Regions from separate parts of the Mus musculus genome. Here region 1 is linked to region 2. Evidence: chromatin contacts called from public Micro-C data. All regions are on one chromosome and are shown on one strand. The core of a region is the stretch at or near the end of the contact, and the rest is flanking DNA. Distances in the headings are between cores, read along the strand shown.

The links. Hi-C and Micro-C count contacts between places; a contact is called where the count stands out from the background.
Region 1: a contact with region 2 is called in a Micro-C map of stem cell-derived neurons, with 2.3 times the contacts expected there. The contact joins two enhancer-like sites. A contact is called at or near these places in 2 of 15 datasets of contacts at CTCF or cohesin (the NIH/3T3 cell line and large pre-B cells), 4 of 484 Hi-C or Micro-C datasets (bone marrow-derived macrophages, forebrain, granulosa cells and 1 more), 12 of 115 datasets of contacts at active chromatin or transcription factors (the HPC-7 cell line, bone marrow-derived macrophages, double positive thymocytes and 6 more) and 3 of 9 other capture datasets (adipose tissue, liver and pancreatic islet).

Annotation. Positions count from the first base shown.
Region 1 is chr11:6,153,052-6,158,064 of GRCm38.p6, reverse strand. All of the region lies in intron 2 of Nudcd3 (NudC domain containing 3), which reads left to right. Among named protein-coding and RNA genes, the nearest start is that of Nudcd3, 45 kb to the left of the region's middle. Within about 2 kb of position 3,649, at least 100 of the 459 cell types and tissues checked have an H3K27ac peak or open chromatin away from gene starts, as enhancers often do. A contact at or near this core is called in the HPC-7 cell line, double positive thymocytes, granulosa cells and 1 more, where this site is marked.
Region 2 is chr11:5,997,530-6,002,192 of GRCm38.p6, reverse strand. It overlaps Camk2b (calcium/calmodulin-dependent protein kinase II, beta), which reads left to right. Exons shown (of 21, transcript NM_007595.5): 4 at 801-855; 5 at 4,245-4,310. Among named protein-coding and RNA genes, the nearest start is that of Ykt6, 44 kb to the right of the region's middle. Within about 2 kb of position 1,697, at least 259 of the 459 cell types and tissues checked have an H3K27ac peak or open chromatin away from gene starts, as enhancers often do. A contact at or near this core is called in the HPC-7 cell line, double positive thymocytes, granulosa cells and 1 more, where this site is marked.

The DNA of each region.
Region 1 (5,013 bases), core at 2,400-4,899, 150 kb before region 2:
ACATGTATGATGGCATTATTTGATCTTATTATATTAACATCATGTAATAATGTATTATATGATAATTATTATATTAAATTAAACTAATTTGATTATATTAAAACAAAGAGTTGTGTTTACACTTTGTAATTAAACTTTGAAGCCTTATCAAAATATGTAGAGCTGTATTAAGCAAAGAAATGGCAAACAAAAACAGCAGAGATGTAACCAGAATTTTAGAGAAGGTTATTGGCTAGGAAATATGAATGTAGAGCCGTTCTGCTGGTAAATATGAATTGAGATTACACTGAGAAACTGCTTTCCCTTATTGTTACCTGTAAGATTTTACAGTCTAGTAGTATGAGGCATGAATGCTGTGGATTTTGTAGCATTACTCCATATTGCTAGAGAGGGTGAAGTAGGGTAGTCACCTGAGAAATGGGTAAGCATTCTCTCTTAAGGTTGGACTTGACAGCTTTGACACACTAGTTGCACACACACACGCACGCACGCACGCACGCACGCACGCACTTGTTCCATTCAGTCCCAGGTCCTGGCCTGGCTGCTGTGTCCTTGGTTTTAGTGACCATGCTTCTGTTCCTTCCCTCTCCTGCTTCTTTCTCATCTTTCTTGAGACATGCAAGTTGGAGTTAACTTAATGCTTTGTATTTGGAAACAGGAATGCCTGCCAGGTGAGGCGGCTCTCTCAGTCAGCATGTGGCATCCATTTAGCTCACAGACATTTGGCAGGTGTTCTGGGCTGGCCCGAGCACTGACCGAGTCTTATCAGCCACCTGCCCGTGTATAGCGTTGGAAGAATGGTGCAGACATGTTGCTTTCATCACTGCTCACAGAGGATGGCTTGCTGGCTTCACCTTCTTTAGTATCTAGACTTTATTAATTGTAGTTCCCACAGAGCATTTATTAGTGACTTTTAGAATGACTTATGCTCTGTCACTAAGATTGCTGATGATTTGGAAGCTTAATAGCTTTCAAGAGAATACAACATACATTATATTAGAATGTGTCACGTGGTGTTTGAGCACACAAGAAACTGGTTTTGGAAATGGTGTTGCTACCCTCTGATTCAGACCCAATATTTTTATGTCTAGTATCCTCTGAGAAGACCCTTACTGACTGGCTCCCCTAATGCTGAGACAGAAAAATGAGCAGTCAGCCCAGGAGTGAAAACGCTGCCGTCTCATGAATATCCAAACGGTGACCTGTTGCCAACTGGCCAGTGTTCCTATGGAAGGGAGCAGCTGGACAGTCAGCCACGAGAGGAAACTCAGTTAGGACTCCACCTCAGCTTCCTCAGTCAGTTTCTATTGGATGTTGTGAGCACCCAACATTGCTCTCTGTTCTTTTACTTGGAAACCTCACCCAGAAGGGCACTCTGCTCTGCTCTGCATGCTATTCTTGATGGGGCGCTCCATCAGGCTGCTTTGGTGGGGCTTTCTCTGTGACTTTCTGCTGGATATTTGTAAGCCTCCGACTTGATGGCAGTATTTTCCTGTTATTATTTGGTCTTTTACTTGGAAGCCTCTCTCTGCTCTGCCCAAGACTCTATTGGGAACTCCAGGTGGCTGCCTTTAATTTCTGCTAGGTGTCTGAGTTCCCAGCTAATTTCTGCTGAGTGTTTGAGAATCTGATTTGATGGTGTTTTTCTGTTTTGTCTACCTACCTACCTACCTATCTATCTATCCATTTCTTTCACTTTTCCTTTACTTGGACTTGCTGTAAACTTAATAAATACATTATCCAAACCTAAACTATTCCTATTGCTAAGAATAGTCCATTTTCTGAAACATCTGAAAAGGAGCCCAGAACAGACTCTTCTTCCTTTGTAAAATGTGTTTTTATTTTATGTGTGTGTGCGTTTTGCCTGCAAGTGTGTCTGCTACTGGCATGCCTGATGCCTGTGGAGGTAAAAGAAGTTGTCAGATTCTTTGGACCTAGAGTGATGGATAGTTTTGGGTGCTGGGAATTGAATGCAGGTCCTCTAGAAGGGAAGGGCACAACGCAGGGTTAGAGCCTGGCAGGCCGAGAGTGTGAAGCTCCAGAACAGGACAGTGAATGAGCCATTTTTCTAACCATGGCTGTTTTATAAAGGGTCAGCAATAAAGAATCCAGAAGAAAAGTGACTGCATCTCCACCAGTTGGGAAGGACTTAGGTAAATCCTAGGTTGAAACTGAGCACTGCCAGGGAGGAGCTGACAAGAGAAGGAAGGATCCTTTATAGAAGGAGAATGGGAAATGAGGACTCTAATAACTAACTGAATATCTTTAATACCTCGCTGAAGTCACAGCTCAGAAAGATGTTGAGGAAAGAGAGGGGGGTGGGGAACAAAGTTGTAGAGAATGGCTACCTTCTGCTTAATACCTGTGGCATGTCCATCCACAGATGTGCCCCACATATGCACATAAGTATTGTGTGTGTGTGCATACACTTTGTCTCAGCCTATTCAGGCTGGTATAACAAAATGCCATAGACTGGTTGGTTTATAACAAGAATCTGTTTCTGAGTTTCAGATGCTAGAAGTTTACTGTCCAGTCATTGGTAGGTTCAGTGTTTGATGTGCATGCTCCTCACACACAATTTTTTCTATGTCTTCACATGGTGAAAAAGTAAAGGGTCCCTTTAAGGGCCTTTTAATAAGGACATTAGTCATCTCATCACATCCCTTTCACCAGCCTTTCTAAACCCCTCTTTCTGAAGCTGTCATGGTGACTGGACACATGAAGTTTGGAAGGACATAGATTTTTCAGACCATAGCACATACATGTTCTCTCTTCTGATGACCAAATGGACAGTACAGCCATAGGAGTGTGGTGAGGTCTGATTCATCATATCTGGGTTGACTGAGACTGGCAAGGATGGTGGACATTGTCACCCAAGCATAGGGTCAGTGAACTTTGATCACATTATGCAGGATCACGGTAATTGTTTATAGGGTGGACAGTATTAATCTCAAGAGGAGCAAAGAATGGCTCTGCCTACTTAGGGAGAGGGATGGCCTAGCAGCTCCGAGCTCCACTTCTGCTCTGTTGTGACCTTGGGAAGCCAGTCCCCCAGCTCCCTCCCATCATGTAGCAAATGCCTCCAGTATTCATCCTTTCTTGGGAAAGAAATGAGGGCAGTGCATATAACCCATTGAGTTTGGGATCCTATCTTGCACAGAAACCCCTGGGTTAAGGGTTTAGTCTCCTTTACTTACTTACTAGTAGAATATGTTCTACGAGCTGCTCTAAACCCCAGCTTGTCTGAACCTTTGTCTGTTTGTCTGTTTGTTTCTAGACAAACTGGAGGAGAAGCTTGAGGTTAGTTCAGTGACAGCTCAGCCCCTAGCATTGGAAAGCGGCAAACAGAAGGACAGAGGTCCTTTTGGTTTAAGAGATGGCTTCAAGCTGACAAAGTAGGTTGGGCTCCTGGCCAGGCTTGCTCCTATTCCCTGAGACAGTGATAGTTCCTCGTGACATTACCAGCCACACTCATTCACTGCAGGTGGTTCTAGTTTCCTGGCTTGCCCCACTTTGTGGTGCCTAGGCCTGTGGGAACTGTTTAGCAGTCAAAACTGTTGTGTCTACAAGGAGAGTTAGAGCTTGTGGTCCACAATGCCCAGCAGGATTCGGAGGCTGTGTTCTCTCTTTGTCAAGAGCTTTCTTGTCCCGTGCTCATCAGGAACAGAGTGGGAGCTCAGTGAGACTTGCTTGCTGACTCACTGGCTCACTCCCACCCTGATGCTGGAGCTCTGCTGCTCATCCCCCCCACCCCCCACCTCCTGCTGCAGGCCCACAGCTGCAGGGGTGGCCTTGGATTTGCTGGGTGGGGCTCAGAGCCACCTGCACTTGACAGGACACATTTTTACATACTGTTGGCTGGAAATAATCAACTTTATTTAAAGAGAATGTGGATTCAGAGTGCTATAAAAAGCAACCAGCAACCTGCTAGGGCTGTTTTAGGAGCAATTTTCCTGCCTGCTGAGAGGCCCATGCTAGGGGACTTGGGGGTCTATGCTGGAAGGACATAGTAGAAAGATAGACTAGCAGGTCCCAGGCAATAAATAGCCCCTAATGGGCATGCAGAGCTCGAGAACCTGGTAAGGGGTCAGGCAGAGAGACTTGCAGCCTTTGTCCTGAGGAATTGAGTTCATATGCCATACTGATCTTTGCATGAGGAGCCGATATGTATGTAAGAGCCGCTATCCAAGGCCTTTTTCCTATTACAGGCTTCTTTGTTCTTAGTCTCTGATCTCTTAGTCAAGTGCTAGGGCTATTTTGGTTTTAATTTCATGTGGGAAGGTATGTATATTTTCATATTCTTTTAAAAATATTTATTTTATGTGCACTAGTGTTTTGCCTTTGTAAAGGCACCATGTACTGCAGTGGTCAGAAGAGCAAGTTGGATTCCATAGAACTGGAGTCACAGGTGGCTATGAACCACGATATGGTACCAGCTCTCTCTTGTCTTCATAGTTTTGTCTATTTTAACATGGTAATATTGATAGGGTTCTCAGTGGAGAGGGATCTCTTTCTCCCTACTTACCAACTGTAGAGGTAGCCACTGTTACCCTGTTGTTGTTGCTGTTTTAATTTTCATAGATACCACTCCATATTCATGTGTGCCCATGACCAGTGTGAGCCTTGTACTACCAATGGGTTTCCCATGGGAGGGCCCAGTGGAAGATTGGTGGCTGGCCGGCCTGCACCGTTGGCTGCACTTGTTTCTTTGTACTCCATTTCAGGGCACTTTAGGGACTGGAACCCCGGGGCCACAGGTACATTGTCACTCCTGTCTGTGTTTGTATAAGTAGTTGCTATTCTCTTGGCTGAAATGTTTGCATATTGTAGGGAATTTGGATATTACCTAAGGAAGCAAAGAGGTCAGATCCTCTCTTACCACAAAAATCAAACCTGCTTATGCATGTATGCTCATTTCCTCTTCATAAAAACCGAGGCAATACCATATATAGAAGTTATATATCCCTTTCAACCTCTTCGGTTTTTTGTTGTTGCTGTGTTGAAAGGTTTTTC
Region 2 (4,663 bases), core at 448-2,947:
TTTCTGCAGCCTGCAGGGGTGGTTGGTGAGCAAGGTGCTCAGAACAGCCCTGGCATGCATTGCTGTTCTAGCAAAGGGCAGGATCTGCAGGTGGGAGAGCAGGGCCCAGAGTGACTCATTCCTAGAAAATCTTTACTGCTTGGTGCAGAGTGCAGCCCCAAGCCGAGACCTGGCAGCTCCCTCCCACCATCGCCATCATTCCTCAGAGCCCATCAGCCCCAGCCCAGGCCAGACAGGACTGAATACAAGTTCAGCAACTGGTGTGGTAATAGGGCCAGAGAGAGGGAAACTGTCTGAGCCTCTGAAATATACCTCACCTGGTAATCTTTCTCAGTGGAGGCCCTGTCCTGCTGAGGACAGGAAAATCGGTTTGTTTCTTGCAGAAACCTCTCCCTTGAAGACATGGCTCCTGTTAGGGCTCAGCAGTGAGCCTTTGCTGTGTTTCCCGATGGTAGGGGAAATAGGAGAACAGAAAGGGGCCAGTGGAAGGGCAAGGTGCTGCCTAGACCTCCATGGTGCTCCCTCAGGGCTCCATGGTGCTCCCTCAGGGCTCTATGGTGCTCCCTCAGGGCTCCGTGATGCTCCCTCAGGCTCAGCATGCAGCACCTCAAGTCAGCTCATATCTTCCCCCAGACCCAGGCAGCCATCTTGTCTTGGGGGAGACCCTGTGGGCCACAGAGACAAGTTCCCTGCCCCAGGCGTGCAGCACGGGTGCTGGGTGGGCCCTGACAGGGTGGCGGTGGGCAGTAGGGAATATCCTGGGCTACCTCCTGCTCCTCACGACTTCTCTGTCCCTGCAGTACGCCTCCATGACAGCATCTCTGAAGAGGGCTTCCACTACCTGGTCTTCGATCTGTAAGTGCCAAATCCAAGGACCCTCACCTTTCTTTCACTCCCAGCATGGGGCCCACAGCCTCTTCAGATTCAGGAGCAGGCCTGTCCCCACATCAGGACACTCCGAGTGCACCTCTGCAGGGGTCACCTCATTCCCAGCCACACGCAGCCTAGCCAGCGCTGATATGGCTGTGCATGGGTTTTTACCCAGTCTGAGTGTGACATGCTGAGGACGCCAACTCTGCAGAAAACCTGTCGGTTGGGACAGTGGAGGGAAGACCAGGGAGAGCAGCCATTCACTTCCCTCCATTCTGAGGCCTGCCATGCTGGGTTGGGGGCGCAGCTAGCTGATGTGAGCATGCGTGTTTGTAAGTGAGGGTGGAAGGATGCATGTGCATGCATATGTGTAGAGCTTAGAGCAAGCACAGAGATGCTTTGTGTAAAGTCCATGAGTGTACATGCATGTCTGTTTTCGAAGTGTGATTGGGTATGTTTTGGAGATACAGGCCTCTGTGTGTGTGTGTGTGTGTGTGTGTGTGTGTGTGTGTGTGTGTGTGCTTGCATGAGTGTGTGTGTGTGCTTGCATGAGTGTGTGTGTGTGCAGTAGCTGAGTGAGAAGGCGTTCGGGGCCAACTCCGCCTCTCACTTCCTGCCGGATTTAGAAGCGATGATCTCATCTCCCTTTACTCTTGGCAGCCCCTGCTAAGCAGCACTATATTTAGCTGTCTGTGAATCAGGGCTGCTGCAGGACCCTGGGCTGGGTGGGGGCCCAGGGGCTTTGGCTTGTCCTGGTGGCCTCCAGACTGCACAGCCAGGGAAACCTGGCTCTGGTACCGTTACCATGGTTACCCCATGCCCTCTGGCTGCCCTTGAGCAACAGGCTGAATGGGAACAGGAGGAGCCTTCCTAGGGCCACCTCTTAGCCCTTCCTCCCTCAAACAGCCTGACAGATGTCTGGGCCGTTGGGCATGCAGGCCTTAGCATCCTCTGCCTTGTAGCATCTTCCGGTGAAGAGCTAGGCTGCCCCTGCATGGGGTTTGTTTACTTCTCAGCTACCCCTGTGTGAGCCACAAGACCCTGCCTAGAGTGATCTGCTAGATAACAGGCTGCAGTCTGATTGAATCTGGGCTGAGACACCAGTCCTGTGGCTTGAGGTGGGGTGGGCTCTCTTTCCCCCTGTGTGCCCCAAAATCACCTTTACCACCCTTCTTCTCAAGAAACAGAGGTCTGTGGGCTGAGGGTGGTCATGATGACCAGTGGATGGCTGCACTTGTTTCAGGAGCCAAGAAGGAAAGAGAGGGTGGGGGAGGGAGGGATGTGTATATGTGACACATTTATCTCTCAGACCTCTCAGCACATGCCAGGCAGACAGCTGCAGGGAGAGACTGAGGAGGTGGGTCTGGACAGAAGGTCTAAATATCCTCCCCCCATACCTCCAGAGCCTCCAGGGTTGCAGGTTCTGAGGTGGTTTGGTAGCCCCCCAGTAGGCCTCAAGGCCTTGTCAGCTGAGAGCCCTGCAGGTTTGGGGAGGTGGCCGATACACACCATGGAAGTTACAGAGCAGAGCTTGCAACAGTGACCGCGCATGGCATCCAGCTCAGTAGAGGCCCAGCTTCCTGTCCCGTGACTCTGGACCAAGAGATGACCCTGGTGCCCACACACCAAAGCATCAGTGCCTGAACACATGCAGTAACTCAGGGAGCCTTGCCCTGGCACAGATCTGGCAAACCAAGGCTATCCTTTGAACTACAGTTTTGCACCAAGATACATTGGCCTTACACCATTTTTTCTGCCCAGACTTGAGTTTTCAAAGCCTGGTTCAAGAATTTTGTGTCAAGACTCAAACTGTCGATCACACAGCACTGGGGATAACAGCCCCTTACATGGGCTACTGCTGGACAGACTCTCCTGGTCCACATATGTGCAAACCACACATTTACAGTGTTGCTTTGCCATGGGCATTTGATGTATGGACAGAGACAAAGGGCAGGAGGGTGTGTGGGCAGAGTACACTACCTATGTTGTCTATGGTTTCATGGGGACAGGAATTCAAGTCTTTCAAGCCCTCAGCCCACCATGGAGGCCAGATACAGGCACTAAATCCACTCTGTGATGGCCCAGATCTGGCTCAAGAGAGCAGAGCATTGAATAGGGGGAGCCAGATAGTCTCAGACCTAGGATTAAGGTTCACAAAGCTGGGTGTAACCCTGGGAAGCCCTGGCTCTGCAAACTCATGTGCTTACGTGTGAAGCCCACTTAGGTGTAAAGAAACTCAGTTTTCTCGGGAAACAGGTGTGAAGAAGGAAGCATTCCATGATGGTGAACGAGTATGCCTTTGATAAGTTGTCACTATTGGGGTGTGTGTGTAAGGATGGAGATGATGGTAATGATGGTATGGTGATGGAATGGTGATGGTAGTCATGGTGGTGAGATGGTAGCAGCGATGACAATGGTGAAGGTAACAGTAGCATTGGTGGCAGTAGCAATGATGAGGTGTTAGTGATGATGGCAGCTATGGTGATGGTCATGGTGATATAATGAAGATGGCATGAGAACAGTGATGGAGGAAGTGGTGACGGTGATGGTGATGACTGTGGTGACCATGGTGACAGTGATGGTGATGACTGTGGTGGTCATGGTGACAGTGATGGTGGTGGCTATGGTGGCCATGGTGACAGTGATGGCGATGACTGTGGTGGTCATGATGATGGTGGTGACTGTGGTGGTCATGGTGGTGGTGATGGTGATGACTGTGGTAGTCATGGTGACAGTGATGGTGGTGGCTATGGTGGTCATGGTGACAGTGATGGCAATGACTGTGGTGGTCATGGTGGCAGTGGTGGTAATTAATGACTGTGGTGGTCATGGTGGCAGTGGTGGCAATGACTGTGGTGGTCATGATGGCAGTGGTGGTGATTACTGTGGTGGTCATGGTGGTGGTACTGGTGATGACTGTGGTGGCCATGGTGATGGTGGTGACTGTGGTGGCCATGGTGATGGTGATAAATGTGGTGGTGGTGATGGTGATGACTGTGGTGGTCATGGTGATGGTGATGGCAATGACTGTGGTGGCCATGGTGGTGATGATAGTAGTGGCTGTGGTGGTCATGGTGACAGTGATGACCATGACTGTGGTGGTCATGGTGGCAGTGATGGCGATGACTGTGGTGATCATGGTGATGGTGGTGACTGTGGTGGCCATGGTGGTGGTGATGGCAATGATTGTGATGGTCATGGTGATGGTGGTGACTGTGGTGGTCATGGTGATGGCTGTGGTGGTTATGGTGGCAGTGGTGGTGTGACAGTGTTCACAGTGGTGGCGGTGGTGATGATAGATAATGGTGGTGACAGTGATGGGGTATCAGGTGATGAGGATCTTCAGGATTGGTGACCATGTGCTTTCCTTGTAGGGTCACTGGTGGGGAGCTCTTTGAAGACATCGTGGCAAGAGAGTACTACAGTGAAGCTGATGCCAGGTGGGTGCAGAGCTTCATGCCATGCTTCCCTTTCCTAACCTTTGGCTCTTTCCTCATTAGTGCCACACCTGTCCCTTCTGTAACCCACGTTTGTCTTGTGTGTCACTGTCATTTCCATAGCCCCCTCAGAGGTCAGCTGAGTAAGAGGGTCAACACAGAAGTGTGGGCTGTGTAGGGAGCTGCCCGGCCTGCACATAGAGAGGCTGCCTTCTTGGAATGGTAAAGGGGAGGTGCCCTGGGCGCCATCCTGCTTTTCTCTTGGACATCCCATCCACAGTCCATTAGCTTCCCACTGATAAGCACGCAATGTGACGTGCTAAGAAAGACAGGCCAGGAACCAATCCCCATGCACA